Regions from separate parts of the Mus musculus genome. Here regions 1, 2, 4 and 5 are each linked to region 3. The links are chromatin contacts, called in public Hi-C maps. All regions are on one chromosome and are shown on one strand. Each heading gives the region's core, a stretch centred on a gene start, on an enhancer-like site or on the middle of the called end of the contact. The rest is flanking DNA. Distances are from core to core; before and after follow the strand shown.

Region 1 (4,799 bases), core at 1,742-4,241, 700 kb after region 3:
GCCTCTGTCCTCAATTGCATTTTCCCCTGAGACTGAGCTCATTTGCGTGTTTATTGTAAGAACACTTGTCTCCCCTTGAGTTGGACACACCTGTGTCACCCAGGATAATTTCCTTGCAATAACATCCGCAAAAGCCTTTTCCCCGGATATCATTGACAGAGGCTGAATCAGGATGTGGAAATGAGAGGTATGTTTCAAGCCGCTGTATTAAGCACCACGCTGAGCTTATTGTGTATTTGTGTGGAGAGCAGCAACTAAGACTCCTAAGGTTAGACACGTTGTCCAAGACCACTTAACTTGGAGAATGGCCAACTGCAACTCACACCTACTTCTGACTCAAAAACATCTACGCCCTTTATCTCTACTCATTCAAGAGACCATGACATAGTATTTCATGTGGCCTCAAATGATCATGAGACATAATTCATATCCAGTAAGGCAGAACTGAGAAAGTCCTCGTGAAGACAGATGCAGAAGGATGCATGAGGGTTAAAAGTGCTAAGAGGGGGATATTACCTCAAGGGAAGTCTGATATCAAAGACGCTTTCTCATTGCTGTGATAAAGATATCTGAACCAAAGCACATTAATGGAGAAGAGGGTTATTTTGGCTTACAGTTCCAGAGAGATAGAGTCCAACATGGCAGAGAAGACATAGCAGCAGACAGGAAAGGTGCAGTGGTTAGAACAGGAGGCTGGCTGGTCACATGGTGGTAAAAACTCAAGAAGCATGAGGAGTAGGCAGGAAGTAGGTCTACTCCCCCGAGTGAGGCTCCATTTCCTAGAAGCTTCACTACCTTCTCAAACAGTGCCACCGTCTGGAGACCAAGTGTTTCAGCATATGAGCCTATGGGGACCTTTCACAATAAGCTGTACAACCCACCATACCTAAAGTGCAATGCTGCTGGTGAAGGGCTCTAAACACAACACATGACAGAGGAAGGATGGCCCTAATCAACTAGGCCAGAGATGGGGCAGTTAGAGAGGTCATGGGTAGGAAGCAGTTGAAAGAAATAAAAGGAAGAGGATTGGGGTATAAAATGAAAATATCACATATGAGGAAGTTAAGGCACCAGGATGGGAGAGGGAGGCATGAGCCTTCTGCAAATCTGGAGGAATACAACAGAGAAGGCAGCAGTATCCAAAGCGGGTTGCAGGGAGAGAGGCAAGGCTTGGGTCTCAGCAAGGGCAGCATGCATCTTCATGGCATGTTTAGGGACTGGCTATAAATGCAGGAAGGTATTCAAGGTAAGGAGTAGCAGAAATCCGCCTCTGTCCTCAGAACTCCTCCTCTTTCTAAGCCTTTATTATGCAAAGCACAATCTTCAGGGCCATCTTTGGCTTTTGCTCTGGGGAAGAATATGACAAAGGACACAGTGACTCACATCCAATCAAATCATCCTCGGGGAACAAAATGTAGCAAGCCAGCCATTTGCTCCTGTGGCCGCCGGAAAGTGATTCAGCTGCCCTATTTTCAGGTAGAATCCTGACTATGGGTCACTTGGGTGAGAGCATCTTATACTGACCATCTCTGAAACAGCTGATCTTTCCATACACAGATGCTGAGGTCCACAGAGGGCTGATAGGGCCAGAATAGCTAACGGAATTGGATACAATAATTGGTCTCAACGTGTCCAAAATTAAAGAGCTGCAGCTTTTAAATGCCCTAAGAATCTAGATCAGGGTAAAACAGAGCTGACAGAAAACTTGCACAGGTGGCCCTGTCAACATTCTGTCAGGAAGGAAGGAAAGGCCCAGGAGGGCCCACCTCTCCCTGAGGATGTGCAAGAAGCTACTGTAATGAGGGCATGGAGAGAGATTTTCTTTGGTGGTGTAGTTATTGATAAATTGTCCATGCCTCTATAAGTAACCCTTCATCCATGCCCCTATATCCAATCCTTATGAAACTCATTGGAATGTACACACACACACATGCACACACACACACACACACACACACACACACCACTCATACACTCATGTGTTATTATTGGGGGTGGGGGGACAATGTTAAAGTAGAAGGGGACCAGCTAGGTAGGATGATGTCAGCATAAATGTGAAGCAGGTAAAAAAAAAAAAAAATAAAAAAGACCATGAGGGAGGTCAAAACATATTACATGTGTGCATAAAAATTTCATATTGAAGAGCTGGGGAGGAGACTCAGTAGTCCAGAGTGTGTGACCCATTTGCAGAGGACCAGAGTTTGTTCCTCTGCATCCCCTAAGATGGCTCACGACCACCTGTCACTCCAGCTCCAGGGGAATCTGATGCCCTCTTCTGGCCTCTGCAGGCACTGCACTCAGATATATACAAACCTATACCAATACCCATACACGTAAATTAAAATGCTAAAAATGAAAAAAAAAATGTCCTTTAAAAAGTTAAATATTACAACGAAACTCATTATTATGTACAATCAATGCATGCTTTTAAAAATAAGGGTGAAGGTTGGTAAGGAATTAAAAGGACATTTAAATCATTTTCCTTTTCCAGAGTGGCAAGCCAGCCCCACATCCTTAGTTCTTTATCACCAGGGAAGGTGTGGGAGGTAGAAAGAAAATGGGGACCCTCTTCCCGTGGTGCCTGGATGGGACCAGTGTGCAGCAGACCAGGAGTTGCAATCCAAAGCAGGAACTGATAACAAAATTCTAATCCCTTCAGGCACACACTCTCGTTTGTTCTCTTCCCATGATTCCGGCCACCTGCTTCTTGCCTCCCTCCTTCCCACTTCAAATATACAGGTAAAAGAAAACAGACCCACTGTGTGAATCCAAATCAGCATCTGGTCGCAGAAATTGAGAAATGGTCTCTAATGAATTTATCCCTGGGACAAAAAGAAAACAGTAATTAGGCCGAACATCGGAAAAGTGCTTGCCAGCGCACTTTTGTGCTATGGTTTCATTTTATCTTGCGGGATGAGTGGAACCGTAGGTAAGACACGCTCCGAACTGTGCTCCGGACCACGCAGGTGTTCAGTGGGAGCCACTCTCCCTCTTTCTTGTTTCCCAGTAGACCCTCCTGCTGTCACCGTTCCAGCGTGCCTCTGGGCTGTCACTTTCTGTTACTCTCCGAAGTGAAAACTGGGGCAATATTATTCTCTTCCTTCCACGATAACAAACAGAATCCTACCAAATCCCTTTAAAATGAACCTGCAGACATGAGAGTGACAGGTTTTATAAATCATTCTAATGGGGAGAAACTACACCCCTCCTCTGCACAAACCCAGCCTGGGCCTGTTCCACGGCGCCTGCCATATGGAAGCAGTTTAACTCAGCAGCCCTTACCAGGAGATCTCATCAGGACCTGTGTAGTCTGAATGTTTGCCGTGTGATAATACAGACCACCAGAAAAAAACAGGACGCTGAAGTTGTATGACTTTAGCTGTGTCTGGGGGGGGGGGGGGGGGAGGAGAGAGTGGGGAAGGGTGTCTATGTGTGCTAACACAGAAATAAAACTCTATTGTAAGGAAATGTTAGGAGATATTGCCTTTTTTTCTACTACTGCCTACAGAGGTATTCTAATTTGCTTCTCCATCACTGTGATAAAAATACTTCTCAAAAGCAACTTGGGGAGGCAACCGTTTGCTTGGCTCACACTTCTGCTTCATACCCCATCGTGAAAGGAAGTCAAGGCGAAGGGACTGAAGAAGGAATCGTAACGCAGGAGCTGAAGCAGAGGCCACCCAGGGGTGCTGCTTACTCGCACCCCATTGCTTGCTTAACTTGTTCCTTATAGAACCCAGGACCACCTACCTGCCCAGGGTGGCACTGCCTACAATGGCCTGGTCCCTCCCACATCCATCACTAACCAAAAAAAAACGGAACTGACAAACTCAAAATCCAGTGTCTTTCCTTGGCCATGCAATGTGTTCATCTCTCAGCATACATACCCTGCAGGCAGAATTAACCAATTGTCTTTCTATGCTCCCAGGGCTATGTGACTGATTAGCCCTAATTCTACAACTCAGCCTTTGTACGATAGGCCCCTTCACAGGAACGAAGGCCAGGCAACATCTTCATCTTTATAATCGCCCCTAGGCTTAGCGTGGGAACTAGCATTTGCTAGGTGTTCAGCAAATGTACATGGAATTTAAATGAAATTTAAAAGCATGAAGCAAATACAATAGCTCCTAACATACTCTAATGATCCATGCTGTGGGATGTCCCACCCACCCCTTCTCCAGGTATAGTGTGTGTGTGTGTGTGTGTGTGTGTATGTATTATATGTGTGTATGTATTATGTGTGTATGTGTGTATATATTATGTGTGTATGTGTGTATGTATTATGTGTGTATGTATTATGTGTGTATGTATGTGTGTGTATGTATATGTGTGCATGGGTATGTATGTATGTGAATGCATGTGTTGTGTGAGGTGTATATGTGTGTGTATGTATGTGTTGTGTGTGTATGTGTGTATAGGTGTGTATATATGTATATGTGTGTATGTATGTATATATGTGTGTGTATGTATGTATGCATGTGTATGTATGTGTGTATATGTGTATGTTGTGTATGTGTGTATGTATATATGTGTGTATGTATGTATGTATATGCATGTGTGTATGTGTATGTTGTGTATGTGTGTGAATGTGTTGTATATGTGTGTATATGTGTGTATGTATGTGTATGCATATGTGTATGTTGTGTATGTGTGTATGTGTATGAATGTATTGTGTATGTGTGTGTATATGTGTGTGTTTGTGTACATCTGCATGCAAGTGCATGTGGAAATCAGGATGACCTTTGCTGTCTTTCTTTAGGAACTGAGTTTTGGAAACAGGATCTCTCACTGACCTAGAA
Region 2 (5,257 bases), core at 2-2,501, 980 kb after region 3:
CGCACGCCTTTAATCCCAGCACTCAGGAGGCGGAGGCAGGCGGATTTCTGAGTTCGAGGCCAGCCTGGTCTACAGAGTGAGTTCCAGGACAGCCAGGGCTACACAGAGAAACCCTGTCTAGAAAAACAAAGCAAAACAAAACAAAACAAAACAAAACAAAACAAAACAAGAAAGAAAACCGGGCCTGGGGAGATGGCTCCACTAGGTGCTTTGTAAGCTTAAGGACCCGAGTTTGATGCCCAGAAGCAACACAAGAAACAGCAAGAGAGGCAGAGACCAGCTAATCCCCGGGTCTCACTGGCCAGCTAGTATTGCCTGTTTGGTGGGTTCCTGGCCAATGGCAATAAGGGTGTCCTCTGTCCCCCACACATGCACAAATGCAGGCACATTCATGCGAGCACGTACACACACACCCTCTACATACAAACACATGTACAAATACACTCACATTTAAAAAAAATTTTTTTTAAATATGAAATTGAAGGGACAGATGCCTTGTAGACTTTTTAAAGGGATGTTGTATTTTGTTGTTAGTTGGTTTTGTGTTTGGTTTTTGAAGACGGGGTGTCATGTAGCCCAGGCTGACCTCCACCTTGCTGTGTAGCCACTGATGACCTTGAACCCCAATCCTCTTGCCTCTACCTCCCACACACTGAGATCATGAGCATGCTCTGCCATACCTGGTTTTATATTGGATTTTTAGAAATATCCATCAGTCAGCTGACTGAGTTCAATCCTCTCCCACCTCCCTGTTCTCAAACAGGAATCGGTGCCCTGTGAGCCTGAGCTGCCTCCTCCCACTAGAGACTGGACCAGGTCTCCTGTCAGTGAGTTCCAAGGTTACCCTTTGTATCAAGAGCTCATTTTTAACATGAATATCAGACTTGGAAGGAAGCAGATCCGAAATTACAACCTCCCTGATGTAGACATTAATGAGTCATTTGAGGAGGTCTGTACACAGTCCCTAAGCAAAAACTATCTCTCAACCCCAGGCCCATATGTCACTTTCCTTTGCCAGGGCAGTCCACCAGGCTGCAGGGTATCCTTCGGCTCAGGACACTGAGCAAAGTAGGTCACATATAATATCAGCAGCGTTTGCTCAGCTCAGAAGGTCACCTCGGTGCTCAGCATTTTTGTATTGCCTCAAATAAATAATGAACATGGAGGTTTCACAATATGGCACTGCTAAACTGATTCCCTAGGAACAACATTCTCATCGCACTGCCTATTGCCAACATATGCTTCTCCTTGTAGAGCGGATGCCAAATGATATTACATCAGGGAATATAGTTTCATAAGGAATTAAGGACATCAAGTGAGAACTGGCTAGAAAAATACACTCAGGAAGAATGTGTACAAAGAAAAGTCCTGTGCACGTCGACAACACATAGCTTAAGACAAATAGTTAATGAGACGGTGTTGTTAAAATTATAGGTGCAAACCTCTAAATGTCACCAAGTAATCTCCACGAAGACAGGACTGCACCAGAAATGTAGATATGTCACAAAGAACACTACGCTACTGCTGATACTTCTTCTACACACGTTTTAAACAAAACTCAACATTTTTGAGTAAAATTCCAGAGCTGTTTATGGTAGGCATGTTAGTGGTCCGCCAAATATGTCTGCATCCTCATCTCCAGTATCTGAATACGTCACTTCAAATAACCAAAGTGGCTTTGAAAAAGTGCTTAAGTCTGAGGAGCTGGGCTGGGGAAATAGTCCAGCATCGATGTCAGGTGGCTCACAATCACCTGTAATCCCAGCCCCAGGGAATCTGACACCTTCCCCTGGCCTCTGCAAGCACCTGCACATGTACACATACACATAGAGAGACGCACATAAAGTACATATTTTAAAAATAGCTAAGTATGCACAATGGCTGGCTTCTAATCCTAGCACTCCGTGGGTGAAGCTAGACTATTCAGGGTAAGCTGGCTAGTTAAGACTAGCCAGGATTAGCAAACACAAGGCTCAGCTATAGACCCTGCCTTAGTATATAGGGTAACCAGCTGAAGAAAACGCATGACTTCAATCTCTGGTCTCTACATGCCCATGGGCCCACACACATGTGAACACACACACACACACACACACACACACAAACAAACATTTTTTAGACAGGGTCTTACTATGCATCCCCAGCTGGCCTAGAATCTGCTATGTAGACCAGACTGGCCTCAACTCAGAGATCTACTGCCTCTTCCTCTGGCACGATGGGATTGAAGGTGGGTGCCACCACACCCAGCTTGCAAAAATACTTTTAAAAAGTAGTTTGATTCTATCTGTTTAGAAAAAAAAACATCTTCTACTAACCACATAAATCAAAATAAATTTTGTATTACCAAAAAGTAAATACTTTCTAATCTTATAAAACATGTCAAACAATAACATTAAGCATGTTTAACTATACTCAGACATTAGTTTCCCTATTGTTAAGGGGGGAGTCTAATTTAATGCTATTAAAAAGTCTATTTTTTACACTCAAAATATAAAAATTAAGAGGAAGACAAAGCATGAGATGGGCCGTACTGTACGAAGATGCACAATTATCTCATGGAAATAAGAAGCCCCACAGACGGCTGAGCAAGGTGCGATTTGATCGCCTGTGCAAGAGACTCAGAGCTTAATCAGCATATGCAAAAATGCTCCACCTTGCTGTGATCAGACGAAAACAAATTAAAATACTCATTAAGCATCATTTTACACATATTACATTAGCAAAAATAACAATAATTCTGAAGGCTAACCAGATTCTGATTAAGCCTGTGTGTTTTCGCGCTGTTGGTTACAATTTGGTTGTTTGGAAGGGGACTTAACTGTATGTAACAAACCCATAAAATGGTAATGTTCCTGAAGCTGGGCGTTCCACCACTGAGGGTCTCTCCTGAAGATAGAAACTGAGAGAGAAATGCATGTGGAAAGATATTTATCACAAGTAGAGGGGGGGGGAAGTAAGTCACCTTTACTTAGAAAAATATCCGACACTCAATAAAATAGCAAGGATATTGATACCAATATCCTCCTTTCCCAGAAAGCTTCTCCTTGATCTCCATAGAAGACACACATTCACATTAGAGATAGATACAGATATAGGTATAGAGATGGAAATATATAGATATAAACATATGGATATAGATAACCTATATGATTTATATTATTGCTTTTGTGCCAGTATCATGATGGTTTGTCACTTTAGATCTAGAGTATAACTTGAGATAAGATATTATGTTATCTCTAGCACACACGCGCGCGCGCACACACACACACACACACACACACACACACACATATTTTCCACATATGATGGAAAACATGTGACTTTTATTCTTATACAGAGGTTGTATCACTTAACACAATGGCATCCAATTCCATTCTTGCAGGTGACAGCTCTTCTCTATGATTGAAGAAAGCTCTATGGTGTGTCTGGAACATTTACTTATCATTGTCTTTGGTGAGACACCCAGGCTGATCCTCATGCTGCCCTAAGCACAGGCATTGAGGTTAATGTGTACTGTGTTGTCTTGGGTTTCTTGTTTTAGACTTTTTTTTTTCTTCTTGAGACAGGGTTTCTCTGTGTAGCCCTGGCTGTCCTGGAACTCACTCTGTAGACCAGGCTGGCCTCGAACTCAGAAATCCACCTGCCTCTGCCTCTGCCTCCTTGTGCTGGGATTAAAGTGTGTGCCACCATACCTGGCTGTTTTAGGCTTTTTAAGGAGCCTACTCACATACGCACAGACTTCCACAGCAGCTGGACTAATCCAGGTTACCGCCAGTGTTTAAGGCTCCCTTTGTGGGTCAGACTTATCAGTGCTTGTTGAACTTGTGTTGACAATGAGATATAAGTTCAAAACTCTGATAAAGGCTGTGAGAAGAGAATGGCATTGCCATGTGAGAATTGGGAGAAAAACAAGAAGAGAGACTATGGTCAGACCATAGGAATAATCATAGCTTAAGAAGTAGGAGGAAGAAAGGGGTCATGAGGAAACAAAAGCCCTGATAGTAAATCCCACTGTCTATCCTGTCTCCCAGTGGAGCCTCCCTCACTGAGTTCAAGTCTCCAGCACCTATGTAAAAATCAGATCATGTGTGTAGGAAAGCTAGCTCAGCATTTCTGAGCTCATACTGATTTTGCCCAGCACCTGAGTTCAGTCCCCAGCACCCAGGTCAGGCAGGTGGCTCGCAGCCAAGCTGAGACAGTTAAGTCTAACTCCAGGAAATCCAACACACCTTCCTGGCTTCTGTAGGCACTGCAAATGTGCACACATACCCACACACAGCTGTGCATATACATATAATTAAAAATAAAAGAAATCTTGGAAATGGGGAAATGGCTTCTTGGGTAATAGCAGTAGCACCTCTTCCAGAAGATCTGGGTCCAGCACAGATCACAACTGCATGTAATTCCAGTTCTAGAGGATTCAACACCCTCTTCTGGCCTCCATGGGTACTGCACACATGTGATATTCAGATAGTCATGCAGAAAAAAACCCACTCATATATATATATATATACATATATATGTGTGTGTGTGTGTGTGTGTGTGTAAAATTGTATGCATTTTTACTTTTAATTTTTAAATTTAAATTTAATTATAAATCTAGAAAAGCTGGGCTTGTCCCAGAGCCTGTAACTCTACCACGGAAGGCAGAGAAAGAAGCCGAGACCATACTGAGAATGCCTGGGGTTGCATGCTGCCAACCTATCTTCAAGTTTCAAGAAAGACCTTGTCTCAAAGGAATTAGGTGGCTGGAGAGTGACAGACAGAATACCTGGCATCCTCTTCTAGCCTTCACACATATGCACACATGCATATGCATTCTAAACTGGGCACCACAGCCTGGGCCCACGGAATGGTCATCAATCTTGAATCCCTGTTTGTTTCATTCCTTTCTGAAACAGCACCGTTGACTGTCTTTCCCGGCTCCCTGATAGGTAATGGATACCACTGTCACCGCCCAGACTCTACTGCCCTCTCCTTTCTAGGTCACTCCAAATCCTAGTCATAGCTAAACAAACGGAATGCGTTTTGCAGGTAGAGTTGGCAGGACGTGCTCCATTTACTTTTTGGCCCAGTCCTTTAATTGCATTTGGAAGTAAACAGCACACTATAGGGTGCAGATGAGAGCGCAATTTGGAAAAAGACAGAAGAAAGAAACTCAAATCGATTCAGCTGGGGGGTGGGGGGAGAGGGCTACATCATACAAACTCAAAGTGATTTGGAACGTGTGCAGTTTCCTGACGACTTTGGAAATTAA
Region 3 (4,958 bases), core at 2,352-4,851:
CAGTTCTTTTAAAGCAGATCCTTTAGTGGAAGACTCTAGCTACCATGAAGAGCCAGGAATAAGCAGGAACATCAGAAGTTTGAAGGATAAACTCTTCCCCTTAGAGCTGTAAGAAAGCCCAGTGCAAGATTGGACAAGCACGTTTAGCTCTCTGATGGTTGTTACCCTCACCCAAAGAATACAGTTATGGTAGCTCACAAATTCTGAGACCTCTGAATGAGTTAAAACTTATGAAAAAGAAAACCTTACTGTCCCTTCTCCAGTTGACTAAAGAGCTAGACTGGCTTTCCAAGCAGTCTCTTTATGGATGTTATTTTTCCAAGTAAGCCTTATTGGAGGCAAATGTTGGACTTAATACCAGGAGTAAATTGGGAAGTTTACAGGAAAGTAAATCTACAAATTTATACACACAAAGACACAGACACAGAGAGACAGAGAGTCAGAGACAGAGAGAGACAGAGATACAGAGATAGACATAGATGGAGAGAGAAAGACACACAGAGAGAGGCAGAGAGAGAGAGAATTGAAAGTCTGTAGCATATAGTGAGACCAGAATCTTAGAATAGAATGAAGGGGAAAGTTATAAGAAATGAATGTGCATGTCTTTCTTGAGACTGAGACGTGATTTGATTCCTTAATTCATTTGGATTCCCTTTATTTTATTTTATAGGACTATACACTGAAAATTTCTATAAGTACTAAGGAATATCTGTCTGGAAAAAACAATCTATATAAATTTGCACATATGCACACAAATATTTATATACATATGCATGTGTTTGCATGCGCATGTATATGGTATTACCAAATATGGCATTAGGAAATCTTGAATAAATTATTTAAATAGTAACTAAGATGGTAATTATAATTACAATTATAATCCTAATGTACCTGAGTAAAATTCCCACAGATGCCTCATTTCAGCAGCTACATCCCCACAGATACAGCGCCAGGGTACTGTACAATTTTATGTATTTTAAAAATGAATATTTTGTCCTTCTGAATATTCCTTCTGCAGTTCACCTCAGGAAATGTATTTAATTAGAAAAAAAGATATTGAAGGAGCTTTCCATTACTGATGAGTTGGAAAATTAGTATGGGGAGCAGGTGTCTCCCCTCCTCTCAGCCCTAGAGGTACTGGGGATATAAAAGGGGGAAGTCTCCTAAAGAAACTTGAATCCATCATTACCTGATGCTAGTGTGTGTGTGTGTGTGTGTGTGTGTGAAAGAGAGAGGGGGGGGGGGCAAGAACTGACTGAGAAGTTAGGCATTAAAGAAGATATTTCTTGGGGCTAGAGAGATGGCTCAGCACTTAAAAGTCCTTGCTGCCTCTCAGAAGACCCGAGTTAGCTTTCCTTCTGTCAGGTTAAAGAGTGGATGTAAACAAGTCTATGGATGTAGGGACTCAGTGTTTCTCCTCTACATTCTAGGACTGATATCTATGAATGGTCTCTCTCTCCCATACATCTATTTCCTCTAATGATCTAAATGCGATCTCCTACTTGGCTTAACAGCTTATTAAAGTGGCAAAGGAGCACCCGAGGTCTCACCCTGGCCAAAATGTGGGGCACAGACAAAGACTAGATGTCGGATCCATTACGTTACACACAATTACAGAGTGAGTACCAGGTGAATAATTAGATTCCCTGATGATTACAAGTACTTTATGAAAAAAAAAAAACAGAGAGAAGAGTGTGTAAAATACATCAAACATGTGCACTCAAAAGTGTGAAGACACTGGAGATACAAAGTCAGCGAAAGACGTCTTAGGTTAGAAACAACCAGAGAACATACAGACATGAAATACTTCACATATAAAATGTTCAGTAGACAGTGCACTGTTTTACTGGGAAAGACAGAAGGATGGATGAGGAAGGAGAAAGTTCCTACGTCACCAACCTGGGGGCAAATAAGGCAACCTGGGACAGTGTCCCTCAGCCTCAGATCTTTGAACTGCCAGCTGCAAGGAGTCCCCCTGAGCTGACTGAGTGAGCTCATACAGGGCTCCATAAGAGTGGAGAACAGCCAGCAATCTTTACTGTCCCTTTTTCGGCAACCCTGACTGACAGAATTTATGCATAAGAAATTAGAGAGGAAAGAGCTCTTAGGCAGGGAGGATGTGTCAGCAGGTGAGGGTACTTGTTTGCTGAGAGACCAACTTCATCACATTGTAGATGGAGGGGATTCTTTAAAGTTGTTCTTCTTCATATGTGTGACACATACACACACACACACACACACACACACACACTACTACTACTACTACTAAATAATAGTAATAATAATAATAATAATAAAGAATTAAAACTTCAAAAGTTGGGGCCACTACATTTTAGAGTTATTTGTTACATTTCCAGAGAAAAGTTGAACTCAGCATGTTCTTTATCAAGAGACACTTTTGAATGGAAACAACAAAAACTTCCACAGCCCACACTGACTCCTTTATATCAGCAGTCCTTCATTTTTTCCCCAGTGGGTTGTTGACCTCCTATCATTTTCTAAGAATTACCCAGAGTGCTGGGGATATCATCACACTCTCTTCTGAGTCTCTGGAGGAAGAGAACTTGTGCTCAAGCTGGAGGCTTGTCAGGCACATACACACATAGATAAATTATACTCATATATAGACACACATGCTCCAAACACACACACACACACACACACACACACACACACACACACACACACATCTCCACATCCACAGAGACACACCAATATACACATCAGATCCATATGTATGTATACTTGCACACATGCGTATGAAGATATGTTCATGCAAGGAACACACACACAGACACACACTGCACATACAAAGACACATACCAGGAACATAGCCCACACACTGAGGTTCATTTATAGATAAACATTCACAGACATGCAGAGACACAAGAATATGAGTAAATAATACAGACACATGCCACATAGACATCGATAATGAGAGGTGAAAACAGGGAAAAACAGAAATATGTGGACATCGAATGTGACATGTGAATATGCAAGGTCGCCTTGCACTTTCAAATATCCAAATGAGACAGTTTAAAATCTTAATTGCCATTTATAAAGATCCTTATATGGAAGTACACAAGACACACATACACACACACACAGGCACAAAATCTTGCCTTCTTAAATGTGTATTGAATGCAGAACATCATGTATTTGTGAGTTAAAATGAAGCCACTCATCATGAGTCAATAGTAGTATCAACAATATTCACAATGAAGGAAATTTTCCTTTTATTAGAACAAGTACGATCAAGACAAAACCGTGGCCCTCTGGAATGAAATTGAACTACTGAGATTCGGACTCTGGATTCAATGCCTCTGGAGCTGGCATTGACCTTTGAGCTCAATGAACTCAGTCCCTCACTTCATAGCAAAAGCTGTCAAATTCCTCCAGGCCAGGAACCAGATGGGTCCTGCTCAGAGCACTGGTGTGCAGTGAGCTAAACTCTAAGGTCAGCTGAGGTCGCGAGCACCCCAGAGGGATCCTGGCATGAATTTCCGTCCCTCTCTTCCATGCTGGCACGGGTTCTGGTGTCCATATGTCTGCGCATACATAGAAGCTGAGGCAGAGAAACTCGTGAGGATTGCCAAGGCCCCAGAATACTGAAAACAGTTGCTATATCCTGTTGCCATGACAACCCACTCAGGAAAGAAACTAGGTGCCAGACTTAGATTTTTTGTTGTTGTTGTTTCTTTCTTTTTGAGTCCTAGAGGAGGATCAAGATGAGTTGATAACTCTTTTATTGCTACCTTGGGGCAGAGAGAAAGGTCTGTCCTGCCCTGTGTGGCATCTGAGCCAGCCTGTTACTCCAGGGATAAATAGGAATGCAGCTCTGGCTAATTTTATATCTCTCAGAGACAGAGATCTCTGGTAACAACGCTTCACAGAAAATAACAGCCTCCTAGAAGGTAACATGTCTATGAAAACCTGAGAATTCTTTGGCCCAGCTTCCTTAGCATGCCTAAAACTCTCTTCTCCATCTCCTCAGACTTGGTTTTAACTAAATCATTGTTCCTTCTTGCAAAGAAACCTATTCCTACAGATCCAACAAGAGTGTCTTGGGAGATGCAGAGCCAGGTCATCATAGAAAGCAAGTAAGAAGGTCTGGTGAGTGTGAGCAACCTTGGGGGATGTGGAGACCTTCCAAGTGCCAGTCTCTTCCAACATACACCACTTGCCTTCCTATAGGAAGTAACTGTCCACATTTGTAATGTTTAAGTTCAAGTTGCAGAGCTGATATCTACACAAAACTGTAAAATAACTGTCACACTCTTGTCTTGTAAACCCTACAGAGAAAATAAGTGGGTCCCATAAGACTAAAACAGGGCTTCCTCCAAAGCATAAGGTTTTGAGATCCCAGTGTTAGCAGTGGACTGCTGCCTTAACAGTTGTCCCAGAAGGCCCCTCTAACAATAAAGGATATCACCACTGATACCAGTTGCTTTTTAGAACTGATGGAAAGAACCTACTGCTGAAGACAAAGTAGTGCAGGACTTTAAATAAGATGAGGAAAGAGTTGGGAGAGTCTCCTCCCTGCAGGCTAGCTCATGTAGTCCCACAAAGTTCTACTAAGGTTGCTAGGGATGCTTATGAGTCAAAGTACCATTCAACTGTGGCCTCTGCATGTTTCACAATGGCAGTGCCAAGCAAGATGCGTCAGTTAGCACTATAGTGCCATAAGTGCTGTGGATAACGTCAGCTTTCTGATTAAACTTAAGGCCTAGAGCACAGGGGAATATTCACCACTGAAAACAAGAGCTTACACAAACCAACCTGGGGCTCATTGTTAGATTTAGGTTGCCTGGCCAAGAAGCTCCAAAGATCCATTTGTCTCTGTCTCCCCAGAATGGGTATTGCATATGTGAGCTGCCAGCCTAGCTTTTACCTGCATACTGAGGATCTCAGTGATTTACACATCGATCTAACACCCCAGCTCCAGTTCCAAGCATATA
Region 4 (4,789 bases), core at 2,072-4,571, 570 kb after region 3:
TTGCTGGAACCCCTTTTCTCACATTGCTACATTGTCATTTTTAAAACAATACATTCCATCGAACATATAGAGTTGCATAATCATTTCAGCCATCAGGATAGAGTATTTTAAAGCTCATAGTAAAATAAAAATTTCCCCTAAATGTCCACTTGAAGCCATAACCTCTCTGCACCCTAGTCCCTGCCAACTAAACCACTGTCCTATTTTTCTGTGATGGCTTTGTCTTTTCCATTTATTGTTTAATAAATAATATAACACATAACTTTCTGAGCACAAATTTTTAGTTTACTATAATGTGCATAGGGTTCATGTATGCTGTTTAAATTTAAATTTAAAAGAATACTGTTTAAAATTGTTATATAATATTCTGTTGGATAGATTTGCAGTAGGTTGTTTGGTTATCCATCCACCAAGGAAATGAGTTACCTTCAGTTTGTAAGGTTACCAAGCATACTGTTATAGGTATTCATTTATCCAGTGAAAAATTCATGACATTTTTGCACAAATGCAAGTTTTATTCCTATATGCCAAAGAAATAAAATGTGCTGTGCAGTGACTATATTTATTTCTTTATAAAATTATGAACTAAATTTTCATTGTGGCTGTCCCAGTTTGCATTCCCATCAGAAATGTCTGGCATGTCCAGGCACTCTCTATCTTGAACACAAGGTTGTTGCTTTGGGTTTATTTCATGGCTTTTGCTATTTCTGTTTTTTGTTTATTTGTTTGTTTGTTTTTGTTTGCTTTTCCTTTTGAATACGTGTGCATGCTCTTTCATTAGATCTTTAACTTCCAGAAACTCTTAGGACTTTAACTGACTGGAGATAGGGTTTCCTGCCATGGGTATTTTTTATGTTTCTTTTCTCTTTGCTACTGTGTCAGTGAGAAAGTTTGCTGACATTTCCCCTCAGTTTTGTACTTTAGTATAGAGTATAGGGGTTTGCTATGCTGTATGTCCTACATTAGACAGCAGACTCAAGCATTCTTTTCCCTCCCATACTTTTCATTTCTACTCTATTACCAACCCATATCATGGATTTCACAGATCAAATATTGCATTTCTTGATGCTAGGACTAGAAACTTTTGTGTATCCAAATATTACTTTTTTCCCTAAAAGTTCTATACTATTAGGGTATACATTTAGTCAATGATCCATTTTGACTAAGTTATTGTCTAAAATGCTAGATATAATTCAATATATATTATTTATACAAGTTTGGTGAGTCATATCTATGTCCTTCAATATCTAAACTTGATATTTTACAGCCTAGCAGTCCATGAAGTGATGAATGGATAAAGGAACTATATCATGCATTCACAATGGAATATCCTCCAACCATGAGGAAGAACAAAGCTATGTTGACCTAGAGAAAGAGTGAATGTAGGGATCACCCAGTTAAAAATTACAAACCACTGTAAGGAAAACTGATACATGTTTCCTCTCATATGTGGAATCTAGATTTTCACAGACAGACAAGCAGACATGAAGGAAGGAGGTTTAAAGGGAAAAAGAACAGGAAACAAGCTGGGACAATGGAGGAAGAAAAGAAAAATATCAAATGCTTTCTCTTCTATAAGGTATCTAGATTCAAACAGACTGAGAGGACAGGATATGTCAGGGTGAGCAGGATACCAACAGGATAGAGAGGGAAAAGCACAAAGAGTCATAATGCACAGGCATGTGCGTGCCATAAGGAAGCCTGCCATTATGTATACTTACTAAAAATAACTTTAAACTCTATGATATATTCAGGTTATCTGTTTATTTGATGTGTTTCAGTAGTTTGTGTCTTTCAAAGAATTAATGCATGTTTAGGCCACTGAATACAGAATCATAGTGAAATCATTAAAGATAAGAGAAATGCAGACCAAAAAACCCCTCAATTGTCTGGTTAGTGCCTATACATTTTCTATCTAGGAGATTTTCTGTTCACACATTGAAGAATGCACATCTTGCTTTTGTGGTGTGAAATACTCAGCAAATTTCAATTTGGTAAAGTTGTTGTAGGGTGTTTGGCAGTTATTGATAGTCCTGGGATTTCTTTGTCCAGTTCTTCTATTAATTACTGGAAGATTTCCAGGGGCTCCAGCTAGCACTGTGGGGAGATTCTCTTTGTCTTCTTGGGTGTCCATCTCTAATTGATGTTATTGGAGCCATTGTTGAACATGTATATGCTTGGGATGGCTATGTGCTTCCGATGGATTGGCCCCTTCTCAGTAAATCACTTTTCTCTTTATCCTTCACTAACGGAGTTCATATTGTTTCATGACATTCATATAAAAACTTCATTTATTTATCTATTATTTTAGAAAATCTAAAATCACAGTAACAGAAAGCTGAATTATGGGATAATAGTATTAAGGGGTATTCTCCAGGGACTTGAAGACTCATTTGCAGGAGTGTTTAGATCCACTGTCTTGACTGTGGCTTTATGTCCCAGATGTATGCAGATGCCAGATCTAGCTTAAATCACTTAGACATTTATTAAACAAGTTGTTTTTAATCCTACTTCAACCATGGAGTTTTAAAACTCAAGCTCATTTTAACTGACAGTTCATCCTTTTTAAGACAACCCTAACCCACTGCAACACTGTCTAAGATTTGCTTACAGCTAGTAGGAAACCGATGAAGATAGAAGGACTGGAGATGGGCAGAGGGGAAGCAGAGGAAACATAGGGATTTCTAGGCATTGCATCCTGCTTAGTTTCCTCCGATGCATTTGTTTCCATCCCTTGGTGTAACTGAAGAGAGCAGCAAGGAGGAGGACAAAAGTCTGAGGTGGACAAGACACAGCAGGGCACCTGAGATACCTCCTCCAACAGCACACTCTCCCTACATCTCTGGGCAAGTAACAAAACTCTAATACATTTAAATTTTCAAAAACTGGGGAAAAGAAAAAAACAGGAACAAGCTAAGATTCTGTTTTCTACAATGGAGTGTTACTGGGTGACCAACACTCTGGAAATGGGCACTGTGCCCAGGCATCCTTGGTCAACACAAAATAAACTTCAAGTTTTTATGAGTTGTGTGTATGTGTGTGTGTGTGTGTGTGTGTGTGTGTGTGTGTGTGTGTGTATTTAAGACAGAGGGATTAAGTACATAAACTCGAGTGGGTAGAGAGATAGGAAGTTGGGAAAGGAGAAAAACATGGTCAAATTAAAACAATATTTTTAATTTTAAAGGGTGGGGGGAAGTAAGCCCTTCAGAAGAAGAAAATAGTAGAAATGTTTGATGTTTCAATGAACCTTCAGCCATGACTGCATCTAAAACCCCAGCAGCTGCTAAGTCTTCATTTAAAACGTCCTTATGGTGCATTCTATTCTGGTGTTTACACCCTGGGTAAAGACATGGGGAGAAGCAAAATATGTTAAAGAAAGCAGTAGGGGGGAGATGAAGGGACACATATATCAGGAAAGAAAACTGGGTCTTAGTTCACGGTCACCATTGTCAACTTCCCCTATTAGGTGGCAAAGAACAAAAATGAACATTACCAAAATATTGACAAAGCCTTCCCAAGTCCAAAATAGAGGAAATGAGAGCAATGAGGGTTTCCTCGGCAGCAGTTAAAATGGAACCAGTTCTCAATTTGGAGCAGAGATACTTAGAGAATGCATTTATTCTCATAAAGGGGCGGAAAGACTATAGGAGCCAGAGGAGCAGGACATCTGCTATGAGCCTGTGCTGTCTGCACGTGACAAGAAAGCTGCATCCATGAGGTCTCAAAGTACAGCCATCTAAACAGAACTTGGACAAGGACAGCGCCCAGGTGACATGCCAATGCACATAGGTGAAATCTCGTGATTTCCCAGCCCTAGAGGAAGAACTACAGGCAATGGGTGGCTGCTGAGAAAGGATGTGCCTTCTCCAGGGACAGGCTGCCTGCTAGGCTGGTGATCCAATCCCAACTATTTCTTCCTAAACCCATGCACACATGAGTAACACTAAATGGACTCAACTGTGTGTGTGTCTATCTGTCTGTCTGTCTTATGTCTGTGTCTCTCTGTGTGTCTGTGTCTGTGTCTGTCTGTGTCTGTGTGTCTGTCTGTGTCTGTGTGTGTGTGTATGTCTGTACATGTATGTGTGCATCTGTCTGTGTCTGTCTGTTGGTATCTGTGTATGTATATCTGTGTATATGTATGTCTCTGTATGTGGTGTGTATCTGTGTGTCTGTGTGTGGTGTGTCTGTCTTGGTGTCTGTGTGTGTATTTGTGTGTCTATGTATGCATAGTGTGTGTCTGTCTGTCTGTCTGTCTATCTATCTGTGTTTTGTGTCTGTGTGTCTGTGTATGTGGTATGTGTCTGTGTCTATGTGTGTGGTGTGTGTCTGTCTGTCTGTTTGTGTCTGTGTGTCTCTATGTGTGTGTCTATGTGTGTGTGGTGTGTGTGTATGTCTATGTCTGTGTGTGATATCTGTGTATATGTATGTCTGTGTGTGTGTGTATGTGCTGTGTATCTCTGTGTTACTGTGTGTCTGTGTGTGTGGTGTGTCTGTCTGTGTCTGTCTGTCTGTCTCTTTCTCTGTCTCTGTCTCTGTCTCTCTGTCTCTCTCTCTGTCTCTCTTTCTATCTCTGTGTGTGTGTGTGTGTGTGTGTGTGTGTGTGTGTGTGCGTGTGTGTAACAGAATAAGAAGAGGTCATGAGTTTGAGACAGAGTATTGATTGGGTCATGGGAGAAGCTAGATGGAGAGGGTGGAAATGATGCAAATGCAGTAATGCTGTCTGAAGTTCTCAAAAGACTTTAACAGTAAGGGCAATGAGGGGGTTGTGAGCTTGAATCCAGGTCCCAAC
Region 5 (5,422 bases), core at 1,765-4,264, 810 kb after region 3:
TGAGAGGAACAGTGGATGCATTGAACAACCCCACATAGACAACATTTTGACACAGTCACAATCCACAGATTTTGAGGTCAGAACAACAGTAACCCCCCACTAACACAGGAATAAAGGGGGAATTCTAGGAGATTTGGGAGGGCTGGTCATACTCTGTGGTTGATCTGCTGGCCAGCCCATATCTTTGCTCTGTGAGGTTCTCTCTGCTGAAGGTACCTGAACACACACACACACACACACACACACACACACACACACACACACACACAAAGGGTTCTTGTTTATTCTTTCAGTGTGTCAACGCTTCCTGGGCATCCTTAGGCCCATAGGTGCAGAAAGATGCATCTCTTGGCCTATGACAGTCCAGCATCAGGAACAAGAGACCCTAGACTAAGGGTTCTCATAAGATGGTCTCCTGGCATGCAGCATCAACAGTACATGGCACTGGTTATGAATTCACATTTCTGCATCCACACTCCCAGACCTTCATAACACAGGTAGCAGTCAAAAAAAAATGGTGTTTTAGCAAGCACTCATTGATCTGATACAAGTTTGAGGTCACAAAACCACTTCTATATGTCCAACAGAGCACTTAAGAGCCCTAACCCTAACCCTAACCCTAACCCTAACCCTAACCCTAACCCTAACCCTAACACCCCTAATGTAGCTTCCTTGCTTTCTTTTCTAATGAGCTTGTTCTGAAGAGATGGCAGTAGAATGGATCTCTGGCAGTCACACACACACACACACACACACACACACACACACACACACACACTCCCCATATCTCTCTGGCTAGCTTCTCTAGTTTCATAGACAGGGCAGAGATAACAGGAAATTGTCTGTTACTCAACCCATGTGCTGATGATACTGCTCCAGGGAGGCGACTCAACACCAGAGCAATTGTGTAGGAGAAAAAAACACCAAGCCATCACGATGTCCAACAGGGAGCTGTGGCCACCGTTCCTGTGCACAACCCTTGGTCCTTCCAAACTTGGCATGTGGCATATGGGAGTCCACATTCATGTATAGAGGAGAGCATCTCTGTTCTGCAGACGTGAGGCTATAGGCTTCTGGCATTCTCTACCCCTGTTATTGCTGTCATTTCTACCTTCCTGCCCTCTAGAACCGTAACACAAAGCTAGCCTATTTAAAACAAACCCGCCACAATCTGCTCCAGAGAGATTTGCTCTGAATTTGCCCCAGACTGAAAACTGCACACGGCCAAGGTTTAAAAGCTTATGTTGGGAGAAATTGAACATTATCTCCGACTAATGTTTTCTTACCATACTTAAATTTCCAGAGGCGTTTACAAAAATTAAACATCACTGACAGCCGAGTCCTTTATTTATGAAGCCAGAAATAGGCATCAATCCTGCAATCACGTTATTATTTTTCTTATTGCTCTTGTCAGTGTATATTTCACTGTCACTGGATGGGATGAGTTTAGGGTGGTGTGGGAATAGAGTGTTTATTGACGTGTGCTTTCTTGATATTAAAAACAAACCATGGGCTTCTGTCTTAAGGTCTTGGAAAAATTAGTTATGCACATGAGAGATTAAAATTTAGCTCTGATTTGCGTTTTTAAAACTAGTTCTTCAGAACTGGAGAAATAGCTCATTGGCATGTTCATAGCATATGTGGAGCTCTGAGTCCATCACTCAGCCTCATGTAAACTGGTTGTGGTGACATTTGTCTGTAGTCCCTGGATGCCAGAGGTGGAGGCAAAGGGATCAGACTTTAAAGGTCACACCTGGTTACATCATAAGTTTGATGACAGCTTGTAAAACATGAGACCACGTTTCGTTTTATACCATAACTATCAAAATAACAATGATGATATTGATGCTGATGATAATCCTAGGATTTTTTAATATAGCACAATAGTCACCACCAATTTTACTAACACCTAAAAATGTATTTAGCCATCTTGAAGTTGTATTAAGTGGCAGTTGGGCCACTGAGTACAGGGGAGGAAGGTAGAGTATTTAGGCATCTCTCTAAAGTTGGGTAAATGCACAAAGTGGCTCTATTAATAAGAAAAATAGCATTGAGGGCTGGAGAGACAGCTCACAAGTGTGAGGACATGAGTTTAGAGTTCAAACACAGAAACCGGACATAGCAGTGTAAGTACTTGTAACCTCACTGTTCCTCCAGGGATATGGGAGGCAGACAGGAGACACCCTGGAAGTTCGTGGAACAGCTAGGCTGGCATACACGATGCCAATAAGACCTGATCTCATGCCAACAACACCAGAGGTTGTCCTCTAACCCATATCCAAGGACTGTGGTACATACTCATCTGCACTGACACACATGAATACATACACACACACACACACACACACACACCACTCTTAAGAACACTGACCAAGGGCATTAGAGAAGAGAATGTTCACCCCTTCTGCACCCAGAGAAAGAGGAGTCTAGACAAGATGAGGGAATGAAAGACCATCACATGTCCTGCAGTTGCAGCTCGTCCAGTTGAGTCTCACAGGGAATCAGGGAGATTGGTTTTGGGCGTGAATGTCCCAAAAGGTCAGACACTGTGGACAGAGAGAGCCTAATCTTTTACAAAGTGCTGATAGGATCTGAGACACACATGTGTCCTTTCCTTCCTGCACATGTTTGCAGTTCAAGCTTCTGAGAAGTGAGGTCCAGAGAACGTTTGCAGTGGGCATGATGGATGAAAGAGGGGGTATCCACTGTCTTGGTAAAATAAGAGCATGGTCTTCAAAGCCATGTATACCCTTGATGTGACATCTAAGAAGAGTCCTTCCTCTTGGGTCCTGGCTTTCGTCCCTGGTGTCCTCTGGCTGTCAGGTCATCCATCTCTCTGCTAACTAGTCAAGACTTCCTGTTCATCACATCTCTCAAAAACAGACTCAAGCCTTCCCTAGTTTAAAAATATCTTCCCACCACCCACATTTCCTGCAGTTACTGCTCTCTCCTCCTCCTCCTCAGACCCAGACTTCCCAGACAATTATCCACCCTGCATTCTCCATATGTTCCCGCCCACACACCCCTCAGTTCACACCATGTCGTCTTCAAGCCCATCCATGGACGTGAAGAAGACACAGTGATCTCCGGGGGCCTCTCGGTTACATCCTTACCTTACTGGAATCTCAACACAGGTGAAGGTCATTTTCTTCCTCTGGGGTCCATCTTGGGCTCTCTGAACCCAGTGGTCTACCTGAGATGCAGTGAGTTTCCCTCTCACACTCCTTCTCCCACCAATCACTTCACAATCCTGACATCCTATAGAGGTCATCTTTCATGTGAGGAACCGTTCCCACTACCTTACCAAGCAAATATCTGCATATCTTATCATTCTGGCTCTCTCTCTCTCTCACTCTCTCGCTCTCTCGCTCTCTCGCTCTCTCGCTCTCTCGCTCTCTCTGTGCATGTGTGTGTGTGTGTGCGTGTGTGTGTGTGTGTGTGTGTGTGTGTGTGTGTGTGTGTGTGAGAATGCATGAGCATAGGTTGACCTAGCGGTTGTCAGGCAGGCTAAACTAGCTGGATGGTGAGCCTCATGGGGCCTCCTCTGGCTGCTCAGCACTGAGATCACAAGTGAGCACTACTATACCTGGCTCTTCGTATGAGTTCTGAGGAATTGAACTTAGGTCCTCAAGCACATTACTCACTGAGCCAGGTCCCTGGGCTGGCATCTGTTTCTTGGATCCACTTTCATCTTCATTCCTCTCACCCCCTCAGAACTTCAGTATGCGTCCCCCCACCCCCAGAAAGGAGAGATTTGCCTGAAATCACAATTAATCATGCTGACGGATAGTGACCAGAGGAAAGAGCCCAGTATGGCGGTATTTCCTCTCTACCTGATCCAGGAAAGTAAGACATTAATAATGTAAGTGTCATTCATCATCGCTGAAGGAAATATCAAACATGTGCGGCTCCTCTAAGCAATTTTGTTTCCATTGGCAGGATTGCAAAAACAGAAATAAGATCCCATGAGTGACCTCAGAAACCCCTTAGAACATAGTCTGTCTAATTTATAAAACAAGGAGCGTCTAACCCTTCCCATCTCATCCAAGTATCAGAGGGAGCTGGTGATGACTGAGGCTGTGGCTTCAACTGTCAGCAAGAGAGAACAACATCAGACAAGACAGACACACTCCCTAAAATCATCAGCCTACAGGACTGATGCACAGATGGCAGAGCCTGCTCTAGGAGATGAAGGGTACCTCACCTCACCTCACCTCATGAGAAGTTACTGATAGATTCTTATCAGCCCTATAAGAAAATGAAAGTGCTGTTGGAACTGTCCAGGGTGCTAGGAGCAGGACAGGGCCAGGGGAAGACATTTGCATGCTATTTGCCTATTGCTTTTCTATGAATGTTGTCAGAGATCGAGAAAAAGCGAGATCTGGTTTTCACATCACACTTCATGGCTGAGACAGTACTCTCTGGCTTGGCCTTCGCGACAGCTCACTGAGATATCCGTAGACAAACATATTCTCTGCTGATCGATGTGAGAGAAGTCAAGCTCACAGAGAGTTACAGAAATGACTCTTGTTCCAAGAAAAGACTTCATCATACACCCAACACCATTTGATGGATCCTAATTGTGCTGTGTGTCCTGTGATAGGAAAGATAGATGGAGATTGAAAAGGTAGCTTTGGGCCACTGAGGAGATGATGGATGCAGAGGAAAGACTTCTGCCCTCCCTCCACATACTAAGAAAGGAGATATTGGTAACTGAACATAATAACTTACTGAAAAGTCTAGAAGGACTCAAAGAGTAGATGCTGAAAGCCACATCTTGAAAACACAGTGGCTACAAGTCAACAAGGTAAAGCACTCGAGTAGCTGGGACGCTGTTGGTGCTTCCTCCACCCAAGACTCTTTCTCTGGGGCTCATGTTCATCATCCATCTCCATGGATATCAATTCTCATGACATAAAATTTCCCCTCCTTGGAACAATTGTTCCCAGCAGACAGGAGACACTTCAAATAGAATAGAAGGACAAGCCCATCATTTATAGAAGCATCTGGTCTCCTGTGGGTGGCAGGTGGAGGAGTTTAAATTCCCCTGCCTCAGAGTGGGGCATCTCTCTGGATGACTGTAGACTCCAGAGCTCCCTAAATGAACCACTGAAATAATACTCTCCATGGATCATGCCCCTTGGCTATCTGACTCTTCCTTCAGCTTCTCCTGACTCATCAGATGGGTCCTTGTCCCATCTCTGCATATAAGAATCTATCTCTGCAAAGGAGGAAGGGAATTCTGAGCCAAGACAAGCCAAACCACAAATATGACAGATCAGAGGGTGACATAGGACAGTTGGGGACTTAGAGGAGACAGACAATAGTGCCATGAGGAACATGTGAGTGTATAGAGAGGAGAGAGAGAGAGAATTCAGTCCTATTTCAGCCATCTGGCTCAGTGACAGTTCACCATTCCATA

The links. Hi-C and Micro-C count contacts between places; a contact is called where the count stands out from the background.
Region 1: a contact with region 3 is called in a Hi-C map of cerebral cortex, with 2.2 times the contacts expected there. The contact joins two enhancer-like sites. A contact is called at or near these places in 3 of 484 Hi-C or Micro-C datasets (cerebral cortex and ventral hippocampal neurons).
Region 2: a Hi-C map of cerebellar granule neurons shows a contact between it and region 3, with 5 times the contacts expected there. The contact joins two enhancer-like sites. A contact is called at or near these places in 1 of 39 promoter capture datasets (hippocampal neurons), 10 of 484 Hi-C or Micro-C datasets (brain, cerebellar granule neurons, cerebellum and 4 more) and 2 of 115 datasets of contacts at active chromatin or transcription factors (astrocytes and neural progenitor cells).
Region 4: a Hi-C map of cerebral cortex shows a contact between it and region 3, with 2.7 times the contacts expected there. The contact joins two enhancer-like sites. A contact is called at or near these places in 6 of 484 Hi-C or Micro-C datasets (cerebellar granule neurons, cerebellum, cerebral cortex and 1 more) and 1 of 115 datasets of contacts at active chromatin or transcription factors (neural progenitor cells).
Region 5: a contact with region 3 is called in a Hi-C map of cerebral cortex, with 4 times the contacts expected there. The contact joins two enhancer-like sites. A contact is called at or near these places in 1 of 484 Hi-C or Micro-C datasets (cerebral cortex) and 1 of 115 datasets of contacts at active chromatin or transcription factors (bone marrow-derived dendritic cells).

Annotation. Positions count from the first base shown.
Region 1 is chr9:113,154,665-113,159,463 of GRCm38.p6, forward strand. No RefSeq gene overlaps it. Among named protein-coding and RNA genes, the nearest start is that of Gm46133, 16 kb to the left of the region's middle. Within about 2 kb of position 2,992, at least 23 of the 459 cell types and tissues checked have an H3K27ac peak or open chromatin away from gene starts, as enhancers often do. A contact at or near this core is called in cerebral cortex and ventral hippocampal neurons, where this site is marked.
Region 2 is chr9:113,431,715-113,436,971 of GRCm38.p6, forward strand. No RefSeq gene overlaps it. Among named protein-coding and RNA genes, the nearest start is that of Gm39438, 9.4 kb to the right of the region's middle. Within about 2 kb of position 1,252, at least 10 of the 459 cell types and tissues checked have an H3K27ac peak or open chromatin away from gene starts, as enhancers often do. A contact at or near this core is called in cerebellar granule neurons, cerebellum and cerebral cortex, where this site is marked.
Region 3 is chr9:112,451,395-112,456,352 of GRCm38.p6, forward strand. No RefSeq gene overlaps it. Among named protein-coding and RNA genes, the nearest start is that of Gm24957, 69 kb to the right of the region's middle. Within about 2 kb of position 3,602, at least 32 of the 459 cell types and tissues checked have an H3K27ac peak or open chromatin away from gene starts, as enhancers often do. A contact at or near this core is called in cerebellar granule neurons, cerebellum, cerebral cortex and 2 more, where this site is marked.
Region 4 is chr9:113,023,315-113,028,103 of GRCm38.p6, forward strand. No RefSeq gene overlaps it. Among named protein-coding and RNA genes, the nearest start is that of Gm36251, 98 kb to the right of the region's middle. Within about 2 kb of position 3,322, at least 14 of the 459 cell types and tissues checked have an H3K27ac peak or open chromatin away from gene starts, as enhancers often do. A contact at or near this core is called in cerebral cortex and cortical neurons, where this site is marked.
Region 5 is chr9:113,260,852-113,266,273 of GRCm38.p6, forward strand. No RefSeq gene overlaps it. Among named protein-coding and RNA genes, the nearest start is that of Gm36367, 32 kb to the right of the region's middle. Within about 2 kb of position 3,015, at least 3 of the 459 cell types and tissues checked have an H3K27ac peak or open chromatin away from gene starts, as enhancers often do. A contact at or near this core is called in cerebral cortex, where this site is marked.